Linked DNA regions of Sus scrofa: region 2 is linked to region 1. The links are chromatin contacts, called in public Hi-C maps. All regions are on one chromosome and are shown on one strand. Each heading gives the region's core, a stretch centred on a gene start, on an enhancer-like site or on the middle of the called end of the contact. The rest is flanking DNA. Distances are from core to core; before and after follow the strand shown. Region 1 overlaps GATAD2A (transcriptional repressor p66-alpha). Region 2 holds the start of TMEM161A (transmembrane protein 161A).

Evidence for each region. A called contact is a pair of places that touch in the nucleus more often than the background predicts.
Region 2: a Hi-C map of skeletal muscle shows a contact between it and region 1, with 4 times the contacts expected there. The contact joins the promoter of TMEM161A here to the enhancer-like site in region 1. A contact is called at or near these places in 14 of 47 Hi-C or Micro-C datasets (alveolar macrophages, brain, embryonic fibroblasts and 9 more) and 2 of 2 datasets of contacts at active chromatin or transcription factors (alveolar macrophages and skeletal muscle).

What each region holds. Positions count from the first base shown.
Region 1 is chr2:58,431,807-58,435,840 of Sscrofa11.1, forward strand. The region is part of intron 3 of GATAD2A (transcriptional repressor p66-alpha); the gene reads right to left. Among named protein-coding and RNA genes, the nearest start is that of TSSK6, 23 kb to the left of the region's middle. Within about 2 kb of position 1,860, at least 44 of the 83 cell types and tissues checked have an H3K27ac peak or open chromatin away from gene starts, as enhancers often do. A contact at or near this core is called in alveolar macrophages, mesenteric adipose tissue, omental adipose tissue and 3 more, where this site is marked.
Region 2 is chr2:58,727,235-58,731,780 of Sscrofa11.1, forward strand. It overlaps TMEM161A (transmembrane protein 161A), which reads left to right and starts at 1,504. Exons shown (of 12, transcript XM_021083443.1): 1 at 1,504-1,615. The coding sequence starts at 1,613.

The DNA.
Region 1 (4,034 bases), core at 610-3,109:
AGAAGACGAAGGGCTGATCCACATGCTGTCAGCCTACACTCTAGCTCCTGGGCATGGAGTCTCACCACCTCACAAGGTGGCCAAGGCTGCCTGTTGGATAGTCCTTCCTGAGCTACACGTGGCCTCTTCATCCTGCCAGTGACAATGTGATAGCAGCAGTTGCACGTTTTGAAATCAACTAGAACACAGAATACATTTTCTCTCACAGATCTGGGTACTTTCCAATCAACCTGATCTGCTCAGAAACTAGTTCCCAGCCACCACTGCCTATTACCCTCTCTCCCTCTTACCCCAAATCCTACCACCCAAGTCCCCTAGGACATATATTTAGATCTAGTCATGCTAGGCTTCTACTACGGTGTTAGTAACTCCACACATTAGAACCAACAGGTCCTACAGATAGCACTTAGCCCCGAATCAATAGCTCTGTTTGCTGAGGGCACAATGTAAACTTCCTGGCCTCAGCATCTGTGTTGAAGGAATCAAATATATCTATTAACAGGAAAACCAGCCTAGGACTGAATTCATCCGCTAGGTGGCTCTGTGACCCAAAGAATAAACTGAATGAAGTTAACTGGGAGTAATGGCTCTAAGTTGTCCCACTCCTTCCACCTAAGCAGGGGACAGTTATAGACGGAGAACTTGTGTTTTAACATCCCAGGGAACCACCTTTTCTATTCTTGGAGTGAGCCATGTCCTTAGGCAAGGATTGGCACAGAGGACCAGACACTGAGGGTTTGCTGACTCCCCTGCTCCCCCAATATAGCGTTCTCCCCAGCCCTTCCTAAAGCTGCATGGCTGCTGTGCCTCAACACTTTCAGCCCTGATTCAATTTAACCAGTGCAGTTGCTAGATGGTCTTCAACAAGAGACCAGGAGTGAATGAGAAGACTTCCATTTTAAGCTAAAGAATCCCCTCATAGGAGTTATCAGCCAACTTTCTCATGCCCTGGAACTGGTTTTCTTTCTTTCTTTTTTTTTTTTTGCTTTTTAGGGCTGCACTCGAGGCATGTGGGTTTCCAGGCTAGGGGTCTAATCGGAGCTACAGCTGCCAGCCTATGCCACAGCCACAGCCATGCCAGATCTGAGCCGCGTCTGGGACCCACACCACAGCTCACAGCAACATGGCTGGCTTTCTATAAAGTAACTCAGGGTGTTTTACCACGGCCTTATCCAACTAAAAACCAATGCAATTCAGGAACCACCCCTCTTCATGTCCGTGTGTCCCCCTGTTAATTGTCAACTCAGCCCAAGATCAACTTTGGGGGCTCCAATTCCAGGTTCTCTGAACACACTAAGACAGTGAGCAGACACAAGGCTCCAGCACAGGAGCTGCACACAGGCAGAGCAGCAGCCCAGGCAGAACCACATCTAGAGTTACAGACTGCAGGCACTTCTTGAGTAAGAGTGCACTGAGATAATGGTAATAATCCACAGGGACTTATCACGTTTTATCTCACTGAGTTTTATTAGACATCTTCCAAAAGTAAGATGTCTAATAAAACTCAAATTTGCCTGAGGGACGAGGATAGGGTTTGGGACTGAGAGCATGTGGAAGCTGACGCTCCCTGAGATGGCCACTCTGACCACAGCACTCCCAGATCCCATCTTGGACTGAGACTAATCAATAACTCGTCCAAGACATGACATCACCTCCCATCAATGATCACTCAGCATCCCAGCAGCCAGCAGGGAGTGAACTTCCTGTATGCTAATCAGGCCACCAAGAAGTCATGTGACAAAGGCATTTCCCGCTTTGGTCATGTGACCCTTTAACTGTGCCTTCCAACGTGAAAACCATGGCAACAGCCAGTTCTAACCAGTTTGTGACAAGCAGCCTTCATTTTGAGAAGTGAGGTAGGGTTCAGGTGCTGTCAGAAAATGGAGGCGCCCAGCTCGCCCTGGGGCTGCCAGGCTGCAGGCACTTCCTGTGTGGTCCTGGCCCACAGGCGACTGTTGGTGTGTTACAGGGACCTGGTTTACCTCTTCCAAACACAGAAGGGCCACCAGCTCTACTAGTTTCCAACAGGAAAAACTTTCTTAAGCTGAATTTTTACAGCAAAGGTGCTTCAAGTCTCTGAGTACCTTCCCACGGAGTTCTTTTAACTTGGGAAAAGAATACCCATTTGACAAAGGCTCAAAATTATCATAAGCATTCTTTTTTAAAAAAAGTGTTTTAGGAGTTCTCCTGTGGTACAGTGGGTTAAGGATCCAGCACTGTCACTGCTGTGGTGTGGGTTTGAACCCTGGCCCGGGAACTTTTGCATGCTGTGGGTATAGCCAAAAACATAAGAAAAAATAAAATGAAAATCCCTGGAAGCAGGCCAAGCTGTTAGGAAAAAAAATGGTCTCACTCCTTCTCCCCTTGTATGCCGGACACAGCTAAACAAACACAAAAGCTCTGCTATCTGCCAGGAACTTGAAGAGAAGGTAGGAATTAGAAAATTAACTTGAGATAAGATCCCTCCAACCACAGCACCAAACTATCAGCCCATTGCTTACCAATTAGTGGTCATTGCGAGGTTAATATTTAGTGTCCCGCTGGCCCATGCCAGGGGAAGCAGTCTCATCAAGGGAACACAGCTCTGACAGGCCTGGCTATCCTAGGAAGGCACACTTGATCCACATGCGTTCATTTATTTCCTCACTTCTACTTGCTGAAAGCCAACTTAAGAGGCAGGTGCTGTGCCAGATAGTGGGGAGAAGCCCTTGTGTAAAAGCAGTTCCTTAAGGTCCACCAGGAGGGAGAGGCACAAATGGGGGTATGCCCGCAGGCAGGATTGCACCACTACCCACCTCAGCACACAGAGCAGCAGGGCAGTTTTGCTAGAGCACATTATTGCCCTAGATCTGCTTGATCAAAGCCTGCATTTTAGTTAAGGTCCCTGAGATTCCCGCATAAACTAGGGAAATAGCAGAAGACTGTGTGGGCCCAGTAAGGCCTCGGGCCACAAATTGCTCCTCAGGGCTGGCCCAGGGAGACAGTAGGGCCAGCAGCCTACTCCCTGCCAGAATCATCCCACTTCCCCCTCATCTTCTGGGCTGGCTGGATAGGAAGAGACAGGTGGTCGCTAGCTGTTTAGAGGTGAGGTGGAGGGGCTTTACTAAACCCAGTACCAGTCTCAGCTGCTCTCTCAGAAAACACTAGTCTTGGCCCTCCAGACCCCAGCCCCTGAATGAACCCCCTGCTTGTACTCACAGGTAAGTCCTGTCGTGGGCTCCTCCCACCTTCACCATTGGTCCCTCTGAGGAACATCCCTCCACCATGCTCCTGTTTTCCTTGTAAGCCCCAACTCAACCTTCAAGATGCATTTCAAATCTGTGCCCAAAGAAAAGTCCCTGGCTGGCCCAGTCCTCCCACCCCCAGGCCCTGGAAGCATAGTCAACCCTACTCCACGGCACTCATGGGACCCAACCCCTACAGCAGCATGAACGTTAGGGGAACCCTTAGCCCTGCCCCCAAATGTCCATCCTCTGGGCAGGGAGCTCAGGGTGGAATTCTGGGGGCTTCCACTCAAGGGCAACACAAGCCTAAACAGAACCAGCTCACCAGGAACCAGCTCACTCTCACCCTCACCTTCATCCAAGGAAAGTGCCTTTGCCTTCCTACAAGGTGCCATTACGGCGGCCCTATGACAAGTCAGCTCACCCTACCACAGCCTTCCAAGGGTGATGCTGTCATTGCCCATTTGACAAGCAAGTTTCTTCCACCCCAAGCTGGGGCCAGAGGCCATCACAGACACCCATGGTCCCACTTGGAGCCTATTACCACAAGGCTGGAGTCCTGCAGCTTCTGGTGAGGGACAGGGTGTTCCCAGTGTGGCCAACAAGCAAAGGACAAAGAAAGGAAGGGGTCCAGCCCTGGTGGACTCCTGTTTGACCCACCCCCAGAATAGGAGCTAGGCTCCCCATGTCAGCTGGAGGGGCAAGACTCTCCTCCTAGTGCCATTTTGGGTAGGGGAGATGCCATAGGGCTTCCTCCCAGAACAGGCACTGTGTACCAGGCCTGCACATACTGAAAGGTATGGGGGGTGT
Region 2 (4,546 bases), core at 254-2,753, 300 kb after region 1:
ACTTCCCACGGTAGATAGAGGTTCCCAGGCTAGGGGTCTAATTGGAGCTGTAGCCACTGGCCTACACCACAGTCACAGCAACGCAGGATCTGAGCTGCACCTGCGACCTGCACCACAGCTCATGGCAACGCCGGATCCTTAACCCACTGAGCAAGGCCAGGGATTGAACCTGCAACCTCATGGTTCCTAGTCGGATTCGTTAACCACTGTGCCACAATGGGAACACAAAGACTCTCAGACATTTAGTCAAACGCATACAATATGTCCAGATTTGGAGTTCCCATCATGGCTTAGTGGTTAATGAATCCGACTAGGAACCATGAGGTTGTGGGTTTGATCCCTGGCCTTGATCAGTGGGTTAAGGATCCGGCGTAGCCATGAGCTGTGGTATAGCTTGTAGACGCAGCTCAGATCTGGCATTGCTGTGGTTCTGGTGTAGGCAGGCGTCTACAGCTCCGATTAGACCCCTAGCCTGGGAACCTCCATATGCCACGAGAGCAGCCCCAGAAAAGACAAAAAATAAATAAATAAATAAATAAATTTTTGTTAATTGGCTGCACCCAAGTCATATAGTTTCCTGAGCCAGGGATCAAACCTGAGCCACAGCAGTAACCAGAGCCACAGCAGTGACAATGCCAGATCTTTAACCCTCTGAGCCACCTGGAAACTCCAGTTTTCTGTTACATGAGCCAAAATTTTCCCTTTTGCTGGAGACTTTTTAAGTTGGATTTTTTCTTCCCCCTTGAAACCAGAGTTCTGGCTGATGGAAATGAAAAAGGCTTTTGCCAGGTGAAAAACAATGAGAAAGGAGCCACTCCAAGATGGAAGATGGCATTTACAGAGGACTGGAGATGTGAGAAAGCATAGATGGTGGCTAGCTGTATTATCTGCATGTAATAGCGTTGGCAGTAGATTGCAGGCAGGCAGAGGGGTCTGAATTCAGTTTGAACAACTGGGAGTCTATTCAGTGGGAGCCACCGAATTCTTTTTTCTTTTTTAACAGCTGAGCCTGAGGCATATGGAAGTTTCCAGGTTGGGGGTCTATTCAGAGCTGCTGCAGTTGGGGGCCTGTGCCACAGCAAGGGTGGAGTCCTAGCCACGTCTGCGACTTGTCAGTAGCTTGCGGCAACGGGCAAGGATCCTAAACCCACTGAGTGAGGCAAGGGATCAAAGCTCCATCCTCAGGGACACTATGCTGGGTTCTTAAGCCACAGAGCCACAACTGGAACTCTTTTTTTTTTTTTTTTTTTTGCCACCAGATGTTCTTAATCAAGGGAGTTCTGCAGTACGTGGGTAAATGAGTGTATTCGCCTCAGACTTGCTAAATACGTGCAGGTGAGGAAATTGAGTTTTAGAGACAGCGGCCACACAGGGGTCGCAGAGACAGTCTGGACTCAACCTCTGCCTAAGCTCACCGAGCGCCTTCGAACTACAACTTCCGACATGCAACGCGAGCGACTCCTTGTCCCTAGTGATTTGCCCCGGCTCCAAGCGTGATGATTGGTTGGATGGGCTGCTTGTCATACCAAAGTAGTGTTCTGAATGGCCGAGTTCCGCAAGGAGCTCGGAGCTTCAGGCCCGTGGGTCCCAGCACCGCGCTCCCGCCGGCAACATGGTGAGCCGGCATCTCCTAGCATGGGGGGCGCCCTGAGGGCCTGGGATTCCGCCAAGGGGATCCCGGGAGACATTGAGGAGACGGGGAACCTTTTGTGGGGGTTGAGTGCTTTGAGGAACTCTGGGTCGCGCTGAGGGCCATGTGTCCCTCTTTGGAGTCAGGATCTCGCTACGGGACCTATGAAGGGTTCGGGGATTGTGCAAGGAGACTTGAAGGCTCTGAGCAATTCTGGGCTTCTGACGAGTCCCTGGGGGGGCCCTCTAGGAGACTGGTTCTGCTGAGGGTTCGTCCATGGAAGGTACTGGGGATCTGAACACATTCAGAGCCCCTCGAGGGAGATCTTGGGTCCTGCTGGGCCCACTCTGGGGATGTTGTCCTGTGGGAGCTGTGGGGGCCGCGCTGACAGGGTCCATCGGGGGTACCTACTCGTATGAGGTGTGCAGAAGGACCAGGGAGAATCCTTAGAGGAGGGGGCCATGACAAGGGGCTCTGGCTTCAGAGTAGGTGAGGATCCCAGAATTGGAGACATCACATTTGAAACCCTCAGGTCTCACGCAGTTCTGGGTCCAACCCATTGCGTTTATTCTTCAAGCTTAGCCTGGCCCCTGTGGGCTGGGCTGGTGCCAGAAGAGGGAGGAACCGCCCCCCCCCCCAACCTCCCCGCCCCAACCCCGAGTTTGGACTGGACAGAGGGAAAGATAGGCTGGAGGGGTGGGAAGGCAGCTTCATCTTGGTTGGGTTGGGGGTGGGCGTCCCAGAGAAGGGACGTTTTAGGTGGGTCTGAAGTAAGAGCATTGATGGAACTGGTTGATGAAAATGGATGATGTTCCAGGCCTGGGTTCTGGACGCTGTGAACGGTGAGAGGAAGGGCTCTCAGAAACGGAATGGAGGAAAGTCACATTGATGTTACTTGGCAAGATTCTGGGATCATAGGTCCATTGAAGGGGCTTTAAACAGGGAAGGGACATGGGCTGATGGGAGGTTCCAGAGATTTTTGGAGATCTGCAGAGCGTGGACCCAAGACTGGAGGCTAATGGGGGTGGCCCTGGATAGACCTCTGGAGCCTAGGTGGAGGAATGAATGCCTGCCTTCCCCCTTCCCTTCTCATACTCCTTCATCCTAACATCCATCCTTCTGAAGCCTCTACTTCTCCCTCCTTTTTCTCCCTCTCCTTCCTACCGTCCTTCCTCTCCTAGGTATTGGGACCGCAGTTTGAACCATAGGTCTCCTCCTTGGGAAGGTGTCGGAGAGTAATGGGGTCAGTGATGGAGAACTGGGGGCCCTGGAGGGCCTCTGAGGGGGGCTGCTGGGGGTTGGGGGAGAGCGCAGGGCAATGAGGCAGGGTGGTCCTGAGCTGGGTCCGCGGGGCCTTGAGGGCTGAGGAGCGGAGTTGGACATTTACTATGAGACTGGGAAGGACCTGGGCTGCCTGGAGGAGCCCACAGTCATGCCCACGGGAGTGATGGGTGGGTGCTGGGGCCTCCGGGGAAGGGGCTGGAGGAGGCATGGTCTTCCAGCTCAGCAGAGAGGTCTGAACTGGAGGTGCTGTTGGGCTGGAGTCGTGCTGGGCTGGGTCGGTGGTGAAAACCCTGCCAAGGCACAGGTCACAAGAGAGAGGCACCTGGAGAGCAGCTGGTGGGTTTCCGGGGGCGGGGGAGGGGAGAGTAGAGGAGGGGTCCTAAGAGGAAGGGCGGGGCCACTTAGAAGGTCCTCCCACTGGGCTTGGAGGGGCCCAACCTCCATTAGTGCTATTGGTCATTAATGGCTGCTAGCCAGTCTGCACTTGGATGGGAGGGAGGCTGAGTAGAGGTCAGAAAGATGACAGCCCAGCCTCCTTACTGGAAAAATGATCCCGTTCTCAGTTTACAAGTCATAGGCAGAGCGAAAATATCCTTCTAGTCAGTTATTTTAACGATAGATTGATTTCTCAGCAGTCATTCTGAATTACAGCGCTAGGCCTGAGAGCCCTAGAGCTTTTCTTTTTTTTTTCGTTTTTTTTTAGGGCGGCATCTGCACATTTGGAAGTTCCCAGGCTAGGGGTTGAATCAGAGCTGCAGCTGCTGACCTACACCACAGCCACAGCAACACGGGATCCGAGCCGCATCTGCGATCTACACCAAAGCTCAGGACAACGCTGGATCTGTAACCCACTGAGCAGGGCCAGGGATTGAACCCACATCCTCATGGTTGGGTTCATAACTACTGAGCCACACCGGGGAACTCCAAGCTTTTCCTATTAAAGTTAGCTTATTTTTGACTGATTAAAGGATAATCTTAATAATTAGTTTTAATATTAACGTAATCTTTATTTCATTTTAGTTGTTAATTATAATGCCACAATACTAGCAGACAGCCCTCTTGAGCGCTTAATATTATGTAATTACTGATAGTAAATCGATATTTACTGCATTTAAGCAGGAAAACCCAGCTTAAGTTTCAGACTGATTTTGACAAACATTTCTTCTAAAACGTTTTTGGTTTTTTTTGTTTGTTTGTTTTTTGTCTTTTCTAGGGCCGCTCCTGCGGCATATGGAGGTTCCCAGGCTAGGGGTCTAATCGGAGCTGCAGCTGCTGGCCTACACCAGAGCCACAGCAACATGGGATCCGAGCCATGTCTGCGACCTACACCACAGCTCACGGCAACGCCGGATCCTTAACCCACTGAGCAAGGCCAGGGATGGAACCTGCAACCTCATGGTTCCTAGTCGGATTTGTTAACCACTGCGCCACGACGGGAACTCCTCTAAAATGTTTTAAAATAAGCACATGGGGGAGTTGTTGTGGCTCAGCGGTAACGAACCCGACTAGTATTCATGAGGATGTAAGTTCAATCCCTGGCCCCATTCAGTGAGTTGAGGACGGATGTTGCCTTGAGCTTCGGAATAGGCGTAGGTCGTTGGGATCCCGTGTTGCTGTGGCTGTGGGTAGGCT